Regions from separate parts of the Mus musculus genome. Here all the other regions are linked to region 3. Evidence: chromatin contacts called from public Hi-C and HiChIP or PLAC-seq data. All regions are on one chromosome and are shown on one strand. The core of a region is the stretch at or near the end of the contact, and the rest is flanking DNA. Distances in the headings are between cores, read along the strand shown.

Region 1 (2,700 bases), core at 54-2,553, 370 kb before region 3:
TGGAAATTCTAACAGGAAGCCCCTTTGTGAGCAAAGTGACTAGGTATGGGGAGTGCTTGAGGAATCTCTGTGTACATCAGCCTTGGGGTTAGGGAACCCTGGAGATGGGGAGACACAGAGGAATGGGAGGGGGGAGAGAGGGAGGGAAGGAGGGAGGGAGGGAGGGGGAGTGAACTGTGTTAAGTTGGTTATGTTGCTGGGCCAGGCAGGTCCCTCTGCTGTAGCTGTCTGTGCTTGTCACCTGGGGCACAGCATGGGGCTCTCCATGTCTCCCTTGCACAGCATGGGACTCTCCATGTCTTCATTGCTTCCAGATCTCCTACATGTGTCTTTGCCCTGTGGGTTAGAGGTAGGGGCATCCTGACAGCTTTTAGCCTGGTAGAGGACAGATAACATATAATAAATTCATATTATGGTGACAATGTCCTCTTAACCGTTAGACAATGAAGCTAGCTGTTCACAAGGACCTTGCCCAGCCTCCCCTATAGTACACACACACACACACACACACACACACACACACACACACGCCAACAATTAAGGGTGGGAAGATGGCTTAGTGGGTAAAGTGTCTCACAAGTTTGAGGATCTGACTTCCTATCCTCAGAAGCCATAAAAAAACCAGGATCATGGTAATCCCATCACTGAGCAGAGCAGTGTGTGTGTGTGTGTGTGTGTGTGTGTGTGTTTGTGTGTAGAGAAGGTAAATCGCTGGTGTGGTGGTTTGAATATGCTTGGTTTGAATAGTGGTCCAGGTCCACTATTAGAAGGTGAGGCTTTGTTGGAGTAAGTGTGTCACCACGGAGGTGGGCTTTGAGACCCTCCTCATAGCTGCCTGGAACACAATCTGTTCCTAGCTTCTTTTGGATGAAGATGTAGAACTCTCAGCTCCTCCAGTGCCATGCCTGCCTGGACACTGCCATGCTCCCGCTTTGATGATAATGGATTGAACCTCACAACCTGTAAGCCAGCCCTTTAAATGTTGTCCCTTATAAGAGCTGTCTTTGTCATGGTGTCTGTTCACAGCAATGGAAACCCTAAGACACACACACACACACACACACACACACACACACACAAACACATACACGAAGGCCTAAGGACCTAGTCATTATGAAGGGTTGGAAGAGTGGAAGAGGGAGGGGGATGTAGTGGGGTCTAAGGGAAGACCTCCATGTTGGGAAAGAAGATCCTGGTGTCTAGAAGGGGAACTTCCATTGGCCTTGCTTCTAAGCTGACCTCCAGACTCCTGTTGACATTGACCACCAACTTCTGTTTTTGGTCCCCCCTCCTTCCTGACTTCCTCCTCCCCTCCGCTCCTCCTCTTTCCCCTCTTTCTCGTCCCTTCCCCCATCTCTCTATGAGACAGTCTGAGCAGAAGACACCCTGTCTGAGGAGCTTCCACTTAGAGCATGTCACTCTCGGTGTCTCTGCTCAGCAATGCGCTGTCTTGTGTTCTGTTCCATGATGGTGGCCCGAGCTGCTCACTCACTAATTCTGTCTGCTCTGGCTTCTGGAATGTTCTGTGCTTCCTGGCTCTACTCATTTCCGTTCTTTCACTCGACTCTGCCTCTTGGGAGTGGGGGAGTGCTTCTTGCATTTAATTTTGCTGGCTTATCTTTACATCATTTTTAAACGGACATATGCTGCGAAGCTGAACATCCAGAATAGAACGATAGCTATCTGTTGCTTTCTGTGTAGACAGACCTCCCTTCCCTGTGTTGCCGTCACACCTCCTTCTTAGCCTACATCACTCATTCCCACAGGATTGCGTGGCTGGAGCGGAAGGCTTTGCATTTTGAGGTCTGTGGGGCCCTAGAGCTGACTGTGTTCTGGCCTATCTAGGAGCTCCTGCCCTTTAGCACTGTGGGAACCTGGGCTTCCGCTGGGTTACCTCCATGGCCTCCTGGAATTTTAAAAGGACTCTAAGTTTACTTTGACTTCCGTCTTTAGTTATGCCCAGTCAGGCTAGGTCTTAAGGACTAACCTTTCTGGGCACTGGCTGAGTCCCTCTTGCTCAGCACATGACCTGGATTTCCCACTGCCTCTATGCCTCTGCAGTACAGCCTTCTGCCTTTCTCCCTGGAGTATGGCCTGTTGGAGGTACTGGGCCAGAGCACCCACTCTGCTCTTTTCCTTCCTCATCCTCTCCCTCTTCCCATCCTCTATTACCCCCTCCTTCTTTGCTGTGTTTCCCTGTCTGACTTCCAACTTGCAGTGATCCTCCTGCCTCTGCCTCCCAAGAGTTGGGGTTACAGGCGCTCACCACATCCTCTTCTTGTTTCCAACCATCTTCTTCATGGGTGGATTGTGCTACTCCTGCAGGTGGGCATCTGTTGGCTGTCTACCGCCTTCTGCATCCCAATGGCAGATGCGGTTGTAGAAAACAAATTTATCTTAAAAGGAAACATTGTTTCACAGTTGGCTTGGCCTTCACGTGCTCGGTTGAATGTGCTTGATAAATTGCTATAGACTGCGTGTTCCTGTTCCCAGACTCACACACCAGAGTCCCGGTCCCTGAGATGAAGGTTTTAGGAGGTAGGCCTGTAGGAGTCCACCGGACCATGAAGATAGGGCCCCAGGGAATGGAAGAGGACAAAGAGGGCTGACTTACCTCCCCCCACTTTGTGGGGACACAGCAGAGGGTTGCCTCTCCCGCCCCCCATGAACCAGGCAGAAGCTAACACCTTTCCCTTAGAG
Region 2 (2,700 bases), core at 102-2,601, 450 kb before region 3:
TCCATCCCACTGGAGGCAGATTCTGTACCACCTGCCAGAGGCCACAGCTTTTCCAATTAGTCACCAGGGTGACACACTTGAAATCAAAGTGGACACTCCAAATGAGCCAATCAATAGCTCCATTTTCCCTTGCTGCCTGGGCGGGGAAAGAGTGCTAACTCATGAAGTCAGCCTCTCTCTCTCTCTCTCTCTCTCTCTCTCTCTCTCTCTTTCTTTCTCTCTCTCTTTCTCAGGTTCTCTTCCCCCAGCTCTGCCTTGGGATGTTTTAGAAAGTACCTGGGGGACAGTCTGAGTGCCCCCAGTGCCTGGGCACTAGGTACAGATGCTTCATCAGTAGAGTGCTTGCCTACCATGCAAAAGGCCTGAGTTTGATCCCTAGCACCTCATAAACTAGGCGAGGTACACACCTTTAACCCCAGAAGGTGGAGGTAGAGGTAGAAGGGTCAGAAGTTCAAGATCAGCTTCAGCTGCAGAGTAAGGCTAACCTGGAAGAGAGTGGAAACAAAGGTCCATGTTTACCTCAGCCTCTAAATGGGAAGGTGTTCCACATTGTAAGGACAGGGCCCCAGATCCCCTGGAACCAAGGGGTTCCTCTCTCCAGGCCTCTCCTTGCTTCTGAATAGGCATCCCTTGTCCCCAGGCTAGCCCACCTCTCTCTTCTTTATCCCAGAGTCAGGATACCTATGAGGAGCCACTACACCCTACCTCTCCCTCTTGCCCCTCTCCTTGTTCCCCCCGAATACCTACCTCTGATTGTCTCATCAGGTCACCTGGTGGCCATCGATCCCAGTAAACCACAGTCCACTTCAGCGTTCTCCCTACATTTCCTGCTCCCCCATACCTGAAAACAGCCCCAGATTTTATCTGGCCACAGAGCTGGGAATCTGGGTGTAGTGACCCCTCCCCAGGCTGGCTCCTTCTTCTGTCTCTCTGTCCCTTATGGCTGCCCATGTGTCTAGTCTCCACTTTCCATCCAGCCCCACTCCTGCCTTCCACTGCTCGGGCTTCACACCGTGTGTGTGTGTGTGTGTGTGTGTGTGTGTGTGTGTGTGTGTGTGGTGTGTGTGTATGTGTGTGTGTATGTGTGTGTGTATATGTGTGTGTGTGTATGTATGTGTGTGTGTGTTCTAGTCCACAGGGAAGTCCCTGGTCAGTCCTGGCATTCCCCACCTCCCTGCCTCACCTGTCCTCTACAGCCATGTTTATGGTCCTACAGCTGGAGATGCCGTCTCCACCCCCAGCTCTCCTGTGTGTCCCTGTGCTGGAAGCTGCGGTCTGTTCTGCCTGTTCCCTAGCAACCCCGCCCCTGGCATCCCTGGTTGTCTGAAGTATACACCCAGCCTCCTGCCCCTGCTGTGACTAATTCTGCCTCTGACCTGCTAAGCACAGCAGCACCTCTGGGGTTTACCTGGTCCCCTTCTCTACCCTGCACATTGCCATGTGGGCTCGACCTGTGTTGTGGGCTGCAGTGTAGGTCTAGTCAGGTCCTATCAGGTTGAGGATTCACCTAGTCAAGCTCTCCTATTCCGCCAGGCCTGCTTCACTCCTGTGACCCTGGCTAGTAGGGTGGGAGGTTTCTAGCCACCAGATGACCTAGGAGCTATGGCCATGTAAACTGGTAGCCCACTGGCCTGCTGGGAAGCTGCCTGGGAGTCCCCTATCTGTCCCTGAGTGCCCATCCCATCCTGCTTGGTCCCTGGCCCCTGCTTAATTAACTCCCTTGGAGCAGCCAGCTGTTTCTTCTCTCCATCTCATCCCAATATTTTTCATGTCTAATCCACCAAGGAGATCTCCTGCAGGCTTTGAAGTCTCTGGGCACGCAGATGAAGATGTCACCCTGGCATGCATGTTGTGTTTCCTAATGAGCAGAGGTTTGATAGGCGTTGGTTGAGATGAAGAAAACACTCCCCAGCCGCCCCTCTGCCTGGGTGGTATTCCTGCACTAGCTACACCCCCTCTCGTCAAGACCCCCATGCCCAGTGACCAGGTCTAGGGACCCCGAGGAGGCAGAGGAGCAATTGCTGCAGGTCCGGGGTGCAGAGGGGTGGGGAGTGGAAGAAGGCCCCTGAGTGAGGGCCGACGGATAAGGCTCTGCATGGAGGAAGGGGCAGTTTTTGAGGAGTGGGCCGGGTTCCTGATGCAGCCAGAGTTCCAGCTTTTCTGCCCCGCCAGACTCCCCTCTACCCCATGCCTGCGTCAGTGTCCCAGGACAGAGCACTGCAAAAGTGGGTCAACCATACATTCCCACCAGCTTGTAGGGCACCCTACTCATGCCACCTGGTCAAGGTCAAAGGCCCCCCTGGTCTTCCATTTCTTCAATGGATAGATGGAGCTTGTTTGGTGAGATGTGCCAGGCACATGCCAACCTAAGTGTTGGAGGTTAAAAGAATGTACCCATAGTCAGGTGTAGTTAGGGGTCAGGCCTGACTGGGGTCCTGGGAGGCTTGGCCTGACACTGTCAACTTTGCTGTGACAGTTTAGCTGTCACATTGCAGTGACCCTTTTGGGTATTGTTGAGGAGGGGTAGATGAAGCCTTTGAGAAAGGCAGTTTCCGGGATGGTCCTGATGTCTCTGAACACCTCTGGCACCCTCATGCTCTGGCCCCTTCAGGCCATCCACCCTGCCATCCTTTCAGTTTAACGTCACCTTCAGTGAGTACTAACCATCAGCCCAGGCCCTTTTCTTGGGGAACTCAGTTG
Region 3 (2,700 bases), core at 134-2,633:
GTAGAAGATCTATATTAATGGCACACTCGGGAAGCTTTCTGCTTCTCCTCTGAGTCCTTGCGCTCACATCCCTGCTTCAAATGGTGTGACATTCCCTGATATGGCTGTCGTGGCTGAGGATAAAGGCAGAGGCAACCTGATCAGTCTCTCCCAATTCCTCTAGCACATGTTCCTTTGTGACCACTGGGCTTCTGGTGGAGCCTCCTGAGGATGTGGCCTGGCTCATGGGCTCACAGTATGACAGCACTTTGGTGTGTACTGGCCGCAGTCTGTGGTAAACCACTTACTTCCTCTAAGCTTTGATTTCTTAACTGCAGAGTGAGAGAAAAGCACCCAGATCTCCCCAACCCACATACACCGTAGAGCTTCTGAAGCCACAAAGAACCTCGTGTTCTTTCCACAGACGTGGGTCTTTCTTCCTCATAAAAAACCCACCCAACTCTTTTGAGTTTCTTTTCTTCTATATGTGTTCACGGGTCAGATCACAGGCTTCCAGGCCCAGTCACTTGCTGAGTCCCTCTCAAAGAGAGGACTCAAAGGCTGAGATGGGGCCCATGTACTGTGGGCAAGCAGAAGAGGCCTAGAGCCATTGCTCTGTATGGTAGGCAGCATGCATCTGTCCCAGGGGACATAGAGCCAATCATGTGGTCAGTAGGATTTGTCATAGGAAGTGTCCACAGGCCAAGAAGTGGTTACTGCCACCCCCCCCCCCCGTAGCTTCCTCTATTTTCCTCATGATGACTCAGTGAAAATCCCCCATTGGTCCCATCCTGACTGCCGTGCAGACCCATGGCAGTGGGCTGTGTAACAACCACTGGCCCAGAAGCACAGGAAAGGTCTCCAAGCCACAACAGAGGTTCATTTGTCCATGAGCCCCTGGTTCTCCAGCCTTCCTCATTAAGGACAAGGATCCTGTAGACTACAACTTGTCATAATTGTGGGCTTCTTAAGGACTGGTCAATTTGTTCATCCTGAGAACACTAGGAATGGGGGTGGGATCCAAGTCAACTGGAGCCTGTGCTCTGGCCATATGGATGCTCAGACACCACAATGTCACAATTACAAATGGGCATGAGGCCAGTATTTTGAGCTGTCAGAATACCTACCAGAGCAGCCTGTAAACTTGATCAGACAGTCTTCTTGGGAACTGATACCTGAACTGAACCCAACCAAAGTATTTCTCTCGCTCCCCCTCTCTGCCTCTGGTGGTTCCAACAATGGAGTCCACGGTCTAGTTCATGGCAGACTAGCACTCAACTTTACAGCACAATTTTTGTCACATCAATATTTTCAAAAGTGAAAGCAGGCCAGGGGTTATAGTGAGTGGCAAGCATGCTGGGGCTTGTATCCTGGCCCCACCCATCTCCTTCCTACTTCTGGGTGAGGTCATGGTACACTTGTGAGCACCTTGTGGGCAAGTACTTTAATTAGAGAGCATTCTGTGAGGCACGCTGTGAGTGGGCACTCTGAAGGACCACACTGAAAGCACACCCTGTGAAGGAGCACCTTGTGAGGGAGCACAGTGGGGGGAGGGCTCTGTGAGTAAGCCCTCTGCACCTCAAGTCAAACAGCTCCTACCATGTCCTCTAGGCCAACAAATTCTCCTACCGTTGTAAACAGTGCTGAGGAGAACAAGTGCCTACCTGCAGCTCTGTGTGTGAATGAGCCTATCTACAGAGAATACTCTAGAAGTCAGGGTCTTGAGACAAAGACTGCATTTATTTCTAATGAACTGTAAAGGATAAGAAGATATGAGCCAAACAAGGAGGAGGACCCATGAAGAGAGAGAACATGGGTGTCCAAAGGGCAGTGCAGGTACATGAGGGGAGCAGAGACTGTCAAACAGTGGGATCAAGGGCAGGGAGGGCTAAGATACTCAGTGGGTGCAGCTGACTCAACTTCAGGCTCAGAGCCTGAGTTCCAATGAGGGGTGAATAAAACCCTGGCTTTGTTTGTTTTGTGTTTTTTGAAACAAGGGTTTGTTTTATAGCCCAGGCTAAACTGGAACTCATTATGTAGATAATACTGGACTAAGAGTCACAGTGCTCTTCCTATCTCAGCCTCCTGAGTGCTGAAATTACAGTCCTCAGCTACTATGCCTGTCTGTTTAAGTGAGGGAATAGCAAAGCAGTACTGTTTTTAAAAGACTGTGGCAGCTGTGGACAATGGAGTCCCATCTTTCTGGAGGGGTCATCAGCACTGGAGGGTCCTGGACTGCCCAGGACCTGGGAGCTACAGTTACCACAGAAGCTCACAGGCTTTCTGACAGCTCTCTGATGGGCCTGCACTGTCCGCACGTCATCTGTGCCCACCATCATGAACTGATAGTTTTGGAGACTTTTCTTCCCATAGAGTCCTCAGGTTCCCACTTCTGGAATGCCTTTTCCTCTGCTCTAGACAGCTGCCCCTCCTCCGCTGCCTGCAGCTGCTTCTTGAGCACATCTGAAGGCAGAAGACCTGATCTCCATTAATTAAATTTGCCATTAAAAATTAAATAATGTGAGTAAGAAGGTGTGAGCATTATCTCTGTGGGTTTCAAAAGTCGCAGTGTTTCTTCAATTACTTCCCAAGCAGTTTTCATATTTCATACTGTCTGATTTCTCCAAGGGCCTGGATTTGCAAGATCAAAAGAGAGTGTGAGGGTGAGAGAAGCAAGGTGGGAAGGCGGGAAGGGGAGGATAGCATCAAAACATGTCGTGG
Region 4 (2,700 bases), core at 64-2,563, 410 kb before region 3:
CAGCACTGAGTGGGTGGAACACTACATGTTTATAGGCTGGGGCTTTCTTAGGAGCCTCTGAGTCCCTCTTCTGATGGTCTAGATCCTTATAGTAGAGACAGAGAAGATGGGGATTAGAAACCAGGAAATGGCTAATTCATTCATTCATTCATTCGTCCCTGTGCTTGTCCTGTTTGAAGCATGAAGACCACAACAGTGATCAGGCAATCCCTAAGGCCTCAGTGGTGGTTTGGGAAGGAGTCACAGTAGCAACGAATGACCAGTTCAAAGGTCCTGGGGCAGGAGCAAGCCGGCCATCGCAGGGAGCAGTTCAGAGGCCAGGATAGCTAGAATGATATGGTTGGTGGAACAAATGAAGTCAGAGCCGGGCAGGCACCGCGACCACTCAAGAGCTCTCTCTCAGTGAAGATTACAGACAAGATCTGATGTGCTCTTTAGAAGATTTTTCCCCCCAAGGCACAGGCATGAGAAGAAGAGGTTCAAGGTCAGAGTAGGGTCTAAGGTCACTCACTGTCTGGAGGTGGGAATGGAACCAGGGTGTGGCAGTGGAGGGATCTTACACTGACACATATCAGTGTGAGTCCGGCAGGATTGGCTTGTAGTTCTCTGTGGCAGAGCTGGAGAAGTGCAGGGTGGTACCCAAAGCACCTCTGCAGGTTCCTTGGGTGAGCACCAAGGCTCTGGATTTCTGTGGGGAAATAAGAAAGAAATCCTGAGGATTTCTTCTGTGGGGCTGGGCAGAGATTCAATCCTGGTGGGCACAGGGTGGAGGGTGAAAGAGCAGCCCGGACAGAGTAAGGCTCAGGGGGTGTGACTGGGACTTGGGTCTGGTCCTGCACCTGCTCTGACCACCGTATCTTTCAACCCCCTACTCTACTCTTTGCGAGCACAGTTTGTCTGCTATTAACTGGCTAGGCCCCCCAGTCACTAGCCTCGGCTGAGACTCTGCCCTGGCTCCCCGCCTCCCTGCTGTGGCAGCCTCTGGGATTCACAATTTCAGCCTGACACCATAGTAACCACTTAGTGCGGTTCAAGATTCCAGTGTCATCCCTGGTCGCGCTTGAATAGGATGAGGCAGGGTGGGGGAGGGGAGGGCCCTGCAGAACCGCAATTATTTCTCAGTTGCCAAGGAAAATGTAAACAGAAGGTCAGCCTTGGCGGAGACTCTGTTTTATTTTTCCCTTTGTAGGATGGGTTGATTTGGGGAGATTAAATTGTGTGTTATTTTTCTTCCTGGGCTTCCCATCCTCCCGTCGGCCCGTTGACAGAGGCAATACAGCTGCAGAGACTGGGACTGAGACTGCACCGCAGCTGCCGCTCCAGCCTGCCCGGAAGCTGGAGAAGCCCCGCCCAGCTGTCCCCACCCACCAGAGTGCAGCCCCGGAGCCTGACCTGGGATTTTAGCCTGAAGTCAGGGCGAATAGTGTGGGTGTGAACCCTCGGCTCAGCAGAGGAACCAGCCGAACTACAGGAAGCTAGAAGAATGACCTGACAACTCACAGAACAAGGGAAAACAAGGAATTGTGCTGATTTAAGTTGCTAAAGCCAGGCAAGGTGGCTCATGCCTTCATCCCAGCACTTGGGAGGCAGAGGCAGGCAACCTCTGTGAGTTTGAGGCTAGCTTGGTTTACAAAGCTAGTTTCAGGCAGCCAGGGCTGTTACCCAGAGAAGCCCTGTCTCAAAAGAACAAACAAACAAACAAACAAAAGTTGCTGAGACTCGGGCTAGTTCCTTAGGTGGCGAAAGTTCCCTGATACATCCTACTGTTCTCTCTGACCAGGAGGGTTTCTTTTGCAGGAGAGGGAGTCATTGTCCCCGGTTTCTCACGCTCTGGATGGCGACTAGGCCTCCCTCGGGAGGCAGTGGGGGCTCTGTTGCCTCGAGGAAGTCCTCCCTCGCCTTCACTGTAGACCGTATGCATACCAGATTGGAGTTGTCTTTAGTTGTGTGCGTGGGACTTCTACTTTGAACTCTTCCAGAGAAGGGTCCTGCCATGTTTGAGGTCCCAGCCCTGGTGTCAGTCTTAATTTCAGTTGCTGCATCGGGGACCTGGGAGAGATGCTTTCAGATAGACTTGGCTGTTGCCTCTGGTCTCGGGTTATCATCTGGCCTGGAGGCTGGACCCTGTGAGGAACCAGCTTTACACTTGGCTCAGGAGCACCAGAATCCATCAGGACTGAAAAATACTGCCTGCCATCTACCTTCACCAAGCCTTGAGCTGACCTTATTAGACAGCCGCAAGAGGGAGAGGGAAAAGGAGAGGAGGAGGAAGCTGCCAACAAGGTTTCTGGCATCAGGGGGCCAGTTTCTTCAGCAGCTCCTGAGTGCTTCTTCCTACATCTTTCCTGGATATGGGAATCACAATGGAACCAGATGTGAGCTGGAGGGTCCTGATGCCAGTTAGCTCTGCACGGCCAGAGCCCTTTAACCATGGCTTTAGGAAGCCTGTTTACTGTGGAGACCCAAAATTAACTTTGTGCTGCAGGGTTAGGCAGATCTAGCAGCCTCCTGGCTCAGCAGCAGGGAGAACTCTGGTGGGGTGCTTGCTCTCTCTTCCTGACCTCTCCCACCAAGGATGTTTGCACTTTGTAACCTGGGTGCTACCCAACCTCCCTCACCCCCTGGAGGATCCAGCTCCATGCTGCCTAGAAAACCCAGCCTGGAGGCTCCACAGGCCACAGCTGGCCCTGGTGGAGTGTG

Evidence for each region. A called contact is a pair of places that touch in the nucleus more often than the background predicts. HiChIP or PLAC-seq counts read pairs in DNA pulled down with a chosen protein or histone mark.
Region 1: a contact with region 3 is called in a Hi-C map of bone marrow-derived macrophages, with 3 times the contacts expected there. The contact joins two enhancer-like sites. A contact is called at or near these places in 1 of 484 Hi-C or Micro-C datasets (bone marrow-derived macrophages), 1 of 115 datasets of contacts at active chromatin or transcription factors (pancreatic cancer cells) and 1 of 9 other capture datasets (embryonic stem cells).
Region 2: a contact with region 3 is called in an HNF4G HiChIP or PLAC-seq map of pancreatic cancer cells. The contact joins two enhancer-like sites. A contact is called at or near these places in 1 of 484 Hi-C or Micro-C datasets (nephron progenitors), 4 of 115 datasets of contacts at active chromatin or transcription factors (the NIH/3T3 cell line, embryonic stem cells, extraembryonic endoderm stem cells and 1 more) and 1 of 9 other capture datasets (embryonic stem cells).
Region 4: a contact with region 3 is called in an HNF4G HiChIP or PLAC-seq map of pancreatic cancer cells. The contact joins two enhancer-like sites. A contact is called at or near these places in 3 of 115 datasets of contacts at active chromatin or transcription factors (embryonic stem cells, microglia and pancreatic cancer cells).

Annotation. Positions count from the first base shown.
Region 1 is chr6:89,049,473-89,052,172 of GRCm38.p6, forward strand. No RefSeq gene overlaps it. Among named protein-coding and RNA genes, the nearest start is that of Gm36639, 27 kb to the left of the region's middle. Within about 2 kb of position 1,304, at least 6 of the 459 cell types and tissues checked have an H3K27ac peak or open chromatin away from gene starts, as enhancers often do. A contact at or near this core is called in bone marrow-derived macrophages, where this site is marked.
Region 2 is chr6:88,967,755-88,970,454 of GRCm38.p6, forward strand. Gm36409 (a long non-coding RNA gene) reads right to left here. Exons shown (of 4, transcript XR_869259.3): 1 at 2,665-2,700; 2 at 748-841; 3 at 408-485. Among named protein-coding and RNA genes, the nearest start is that of Gm36409, 4.8 kb to the right of the region's middle. Within about 2 kb of position 1,352, at least 23 of the 459 cell types and tissues checked have an H3K27ac peak or open chromatin away from gene starts, as enhancers often do. A contact at or near this core is called in pancreatic cancer cells, where this site is marked.
Region 3 is chr6:89,421,453-89,424,152 of GRCm38.p6, forward strand. All of the region lies in intron 5 of Chchd6 (coiled-coil-helix-coiled-coil-helix domain containing 6), which reads right to left. Among named protein-coding and RNA genes, the nearest start is that of Gm52910, 11 kb to the left of the region's middle. Within about 2 kb of position 1,384, at least 134 of the 459 cell types and tissues checked have an H3K27ac peak or open chromatin away from gene starts, as enhancers often do. A contact at or near this core is called in bone marrow-derived macrophages and pancreatic cancer cells, where this site is marked.
Region 4 is chr6:89,007,703-89,010,402 of GRCm38.p6, forward strand. No RefSeq gene overlaps it. Among named protein-coding and RNA genes, the nearest start is that of Gm36639, 15 kb to the right of the region's middle. Within about 2 kb of position 1,314, at least 136 of the 459 cell types and tissues checked have an H3K27ac peak or open chromatin away from gene starts, as enhancers often do. A contact at or near this core is called in pancreatic cancer cells, where this site is marked.